Linked DNA regions of Gossypium hirsutum: region 1 is linked to region 2. The links are chromatin contacts, called in public Hi-C maps. All regions are on one chromosome and are shown on one strand. Each heading gives the region's core, a stretch centred on a gene start, on an enhancer-like site or on the middle of the called end of the contact. The rest is flanking DNA. Distances are from core to core; before and after follow the strand shown. Region 1 holds the start of LOC107912132 (protein S-acyltransferase 8). Region 2 holds the start of LOC107910472 (type IV inositol polyphosphate 5-phosphatase 3).

Region 1 (2,797 bases), core at 117-2,616, 180 kb before region 2:
ACCCGTAACTTCCAACAAATGTAGTCATTCCTCTCAAAAATTGATCACAAACTAGAACCACATTACTCCTCCTTCTACCATTAAACAATACTTTTGCACTGGTTCCTGCACAAAAGCATTCCTTTTGATCTAGAGATCGCTGCACTAATAAAGTAACAAGTATATCCAAGCAGTCACCAAACTTGGAAAAGCAACAGCTTGATTATTAAGGTTTCAAATTAGGGAGAAGTTAATTAGAACAGAAGAGAACCTGTCTCATTTGGTCTTCCACATTTACAAGAACTTAGTAACATTATAATTATACTTACTTCATCGATGCCATTTCTCTCAAAACATTGGGAGATGAGGTTCAAACCCTTAATAACACATAAAAGTAGTGCTAGAGTTCTCACGACTGATACAAAACACACATGGCACCCTTCAATGCAAAAATACATTAGAACCAACCATGTATCAAGCATGGATTCAGTCTACTTTCCCCAAAGTAATTCGGCATAAAAGCACACCAACTCAACCTAAAAACTGTAAGGCTATATTCCATACCTCTAGTCAACAATCCATAACTGACTGTTATTCAAAGCCAAAGATTTTCCTCCATTTGGTCATAAAGAGTAAATAACAAATGCTTCACTAACATTAACCAAGCTCTTTGCCTAACTTCATAAATGCAAAACAAACAGTCAAAAACAGCCCCCCAGAAAAGTAAAGAGTTCACTATTTTCTCCATGCTTTCCCCATTTTCGCATTATCATTAATTCATAGCACCAAAAATCCAACTAGCAGGAAAAAAAACTAGAAAGAATTGTCAACTGATTAAAAAAACCCAAAACCTAAAAACCCTACTAATAACTAAACCAAATTAAAACTAACTCATTTTTCTACAAACCAAACAAATCTAACAAATACCCAGATACCAAAAACCGTGCATTTCAATAAAAAATCGACAAAAGTTGAAAAAAAAAACACTGAACATCCTTACATTACTTCCTTTCCAAACTTCATACACTCTCTTTTCCATTAGAGAAACTTCAAAGCCTCTTCTTCCCTACTGTAGCTTTATTGAACTAGGCTTGAACTGAGTTGGGAGGATTTGAAACTTGTGCGGGAGTTTCAGTTCATTTAAAAAAATATATATATATTTCTATTTTTGAAAAAAAAAGACAGAAAATCCCAAAAACCTCTCCTCGCGATAACCTTCACAAGCACACACTGAAAGAATCGTACTCAATTGGGTGATGATTGAATCCGCAAAACGCCTGTGTTGAACCCTCTTACTTTTAGGTATTTAATAACAAAGAAAAATAAAATAAATTAATTCTATATAATAATGTTTTAATTTTAAAATACAACTAAATTTATTTTGCAAACCCTGTGAGTGTTGGCTGATGTTGCGTCGTTTTATCATCTTTTTCGAATTGAAAGTGAACTTTTTGGGGTTAGAATTGTCCAGCTCTGAGTGGCCAAGATGAGGTGGCGTCATCTTATTGGGGCAAGTATACCAGGAATTTTCTTTCTTTCTTTCCTTTTATTTATTGAAGTCATCGAAAACTGTAAAGGAAGAATCTAGTGCTAAATTACTGCGTTTTGCCCAAATATTTACTGCAACAAATATTTCGTTTTTTATTAAGTTATTTGAAAATATTTAATTATTGTATATATAAAATTAAAAACTTAAATTAAATTTCAAATTTCAACACAGACAAAAAAAGTCTTTAAATATTACAAGATTTTAAAAAGAAAAATTATAACCCACGACGGAGTTTTCTGCCGGCTTGCAGAGGAGATCCAATGTGCACCAAATGGAACCTTAGTGTACTAGATTTTGTTGCCCTTGCTAATATTGTGGTTTAATTGTAAATTTTATTCATCTACTTTACACATTTTGAAAATCTTTTATATAGATATTCCGACTTTTGATATACATTTCGCTTGTTTTCTCGTTTTCTCCCTTAGGATCAGTTCTTCTTTGCTTTTGAAAAGTGTTGTGGAGAAGTGCTTTTAAAAAATTTGAATATTTGGTATTACTGTCAAAAAGTATTTTTGAAGAATAAAATGTCCATTTTAGACATGATATTATAAAGTAACAAATATGCATTTAAATAATGTTCAAATTAGTTAGTATTATGATATTTTAGTAAAAATATAAAAAATAATTTATTATAACTTATTGTTAATATTTTAATATATAATATTAATTTTAAATATTTCTAAGTAATTAATATTAATTATTTACTAAATTTAATTAGAACCAGTAGAGGAACAAAGAACCAGCAAGCAGAGGAACAACAGCACCAGCAGAGAACAAAATTTGGAGGAAAAAAAGTAGCCGTGGGGAACACCAACACTAGCAGAGAAGAACCAGCCTTATTTCTTTCTCAAATGTGTGTGGCTAAAAATGTAAAAGAACAGCCCAAAAGCACTTTTTAACTGAAAAAACTAAATTTTTTTGCTTTTTATATGCTCAAAAGCACCTGCAATAAGTTAAAAATTTGGTACGAAATTAAGTGTGTTCTTTATTGCTTTTGATGGAAAAGTGTTTTTGCATATAAAATCTTATCAATTAAGCAGAGGAGAATGGGGCCTTAATAATTTATCTTGGTCGAGTCTCTACACAAATTTGATATTAATAAAAAAAACTGAAAGTAGAAAAATGTTTCAATCTTAGGCACAATCTCCCTAATAATAATTTAATCCAACCCATCTCTATATAAAATTTTACTGAGGAGCTAATCTCTCATTTGATTGTTCTACTTAATGAAAATAAGTAATTTCTATGAAAATAATTGGCAAAAATTGT
Region 2 (2,955 bases), core at 181-2,680:
AGAAGCAACAAAAACAGCAGATTTCAGCCCAACTTCTCTGTAAATCCTCTCTTAGATATCCCATATTAAAAAAAAAAGAGCCAAAGATAAAGAAAAAAATACCTCTGAATGGTGTTTTGAACCTTGTCTCATGGCTGTGTATCCAAAAAATAAGTAAAGAAATGAAGAAAGAAGAAGATGAACAAAAAAAAAACAACAATGGAAGCCAAAGTCAACCGGAAATAGGAAGAGGGAAAATAAATGAAAAGCAATAGGGGAAGGTCAGCAGTAACTACCTTTGGTGGGAAAATAAAAGTAGTGAGCTGGCCGGCTTTCAACTGATTATTACTACTAAAACTTTAGGTGTCAAATCTGTCAAAATTTCAAATTCTCTCAATCCAATTGGATAGGTTTTAAGCTTATACCAAAAAAAAAAATTTAATTAGCAAATGACTGTTTCTGGAATCATCCGCGGTTATAGTGTAACGACAAACTACTCTCTTTTTCTTCTTTTTTTTGTAACGAATGATAAAATACTTTGATATTATGTACTTCTTATCCTTTCCTGTTATAAAACAAGTATATTTTTTGTTTAATAAAATAATTTTAAGTGTTAAAGAAAATTAAATATATAATATCAATTTTTACTGATTCAATTCCTTTTGATTTTCAAAATTAAGAATAAAAAAATCAGTTTTAAGTAAACATGTCATAGTGGAGATGTCAATAATGCTCAACTATCGATCTATTTCCTTTTTTTTTCTTTTAACACTTATTTTTTTTTCAAAATAATCTCTCTTTTTTCCAACACATAATAAAAAAATATTATGAATTTGAATTTTGTAGTCTTTGATTCGTGACGGTGTAAACTAATATTGTGGGTGTGGAATCGGTCAGTTTGATCGATTTAATTTTTTTTAAAATTGAAAATCAACTTAATTAATCTCTCTTGAAAATTAATCAACAGTATAGCCGTCTCCTACATAAGTATCTTTTCCTCCATTTATATACGTATATATAAATATATATATACATTTGAAATACAATGTTAGATTTCATTTGCAGAAGAACAAGCAGTGTGTGACTGCTATGTAATGAGTGAATCAAATGTTAAGAAAAATGAAAATAAAGAATCGAAGAGATTCATACCTGTTTTGCTTGATGACTGAATCAACTTTGCTTCTGTAGAAGAAACAGAAAAGGAAAAACTGAAATTTCCGAGAAAATGAAACTTGATCTGCTTAGCACTTGCTCCCTAAAAGAGGCAAGTTTGAAGTTTCCTTAAGTTTCTGGGGAAAGGGGAAAAATATTGGATTTTTTTTCCTTTTTCTCTGCAGCGAGAAGCAGAGCGTTTTACTTTCTCTTCGTATTTGGTTTATTCAAAGAGCAAAATTGTTTGGTTCTTCTTTGGCAGATCTGTCATTTATGCATGTTGCAAACACTTAGTAGCGGCTGTAAGCTGATCTCCATTCAATTTTTTTTTATATATCCGTATTTATTTTTTTTATAAATAAAAAATAAAAAATTCTTCTTATAAAAATAAGATATAATAAATAATTAAACATATATTTTAAAATTAATTAGTAATAATATATGCAATATGTACTATATTAAAATAAAAAATTATATGAAATAATGAGTAAAATAAATTTTAAATACATAAATATTTCAAATTAAAAATATTAAATACACTATAAATATTTATCATGATATTATCATCAATCTTGATTAACTAGTAACATCAACTCAACCAATAACATTGTCAATATATATATAAAAATATACAAATAAAGAAAAAGAATTCATTACAAATTTGATCTTATAATTAAGTTAATATTAAAGTATTTAGCATATATTTACATAAAATATTAAAAACATAAAATAAAATAAAAGATAAAAACAAAATAAAATTATTATTAACAATAATTTTAAAAAATAAAATAATAATTAATGGCACATTATATTAATAGCAAGATTAAAGTCTTGAAAGCTTTTAAAATATTAAATTCGACTCTTGTTTTACATATATTATATGTAAATTCTTAATTTATATTTTTTTAATTTATGCTTCACGTATTTATAAATTAAAAAAATTATAGAATGTGGGTTTGAATAGTTTCTGATTAAAAAAATTTAAAGATATTTACTTGATATATTATTATTTTATCTATTTAAATATATAAAAAAATTAAACACAAAAAATGAAGAACATGAAACAACATTAATTTATAATTTATATAGTTGGTTCTATGTTTATTTTTCTATAGCTTACAATTTTATTGTGGTAGTAAAAATATGTCCTGGAAGATAAATTTTTAAAAGAAAAAAATAAAAAATACGTCTTACAAGATCCGTTTTTACTATCACGTCAATAAAAAAAACTCTAGTTCTCTTTTAAAAAACAATATATACGAGTAAATTTTAAAATAACATCATATATTCTCAAATTAAAAAAAAATCAGTGATAAATCGCCCCAAGCTTGAACCTCTTTAATTTTAGCTGGATTCAACTCAATTACGTCTTAATCGTACGTCACTGTAGATATCGTGTTAAATATACTTTTTTTTAAATAATAATAATTTTGCAATGATATTTTGAGAGGTTAAAAATATTTTGGAACCCACATTTCAAATTTCAAAGAGAACACATTAATTACATCAGTTGCTTGCAATGAATGGAAACTGAAAACTTCCAGACCCTTTCTTTGACAACCACAATGCATTTATTCATTATTAAAACAGTGTTAACAAAGACAACAAAATTATTTCTTTTTACAAAATAAAAAATATTATTATAAATTTGTTTTAATTTTTTATATTTTTATATAAAATTTATAAAATTAATTTAAGAATTCATAAAAGATCTAGAAAAGACCCAACCGAGCCTCAATTTTACAATTTCAAGCACTCGTTTTTTTTTTATAAATATATTTTTATATAATATTTGGATAAATTATACTTAAGGTCAGTCAATTA

What was found. A called contact is a pair of places that touch in the nucleus more often than the background predicts.
Region 1: a Hi-C map of leaf shows a contact between it and region 2, with 1.8 times the contacts expected there. The contact joins the promoter of LOC107912132 here to the promoter of LOC107910472 in region 2. A contact is called at or near these places in 2 of 34 Hi-C or Micro-C datasets (leaf and petal).

What each region holds. Positions count from the first base shown.
Region 1 is chrD02:10,026,390-10,029,186 of Gossypium_hirsutum_v2.1, reverse strand. It overlaps LOC107912132 (protein S-acyltransferase 8), which reads right to left and starts at 1,366. Exons shown (of 6, transcript XM_016840232.2): 1 at 980-1,366. The coding sequence starts at 1,018.
Region 2 is chrD02:9,845,981-9,848,935 of Gossypium_hirsutum_v2.1, reverse strand. It overlaps LOC107910472 (type IV inositol polyphosphate 5-phosphatase 3), which reads right to left and starts at 1,430. Exons shown (of 13, transcript XM_041088408.1): 1 at 1,129-1,430; 2 at 276-351; 3 at 103-134. The coding sequence starts at 132.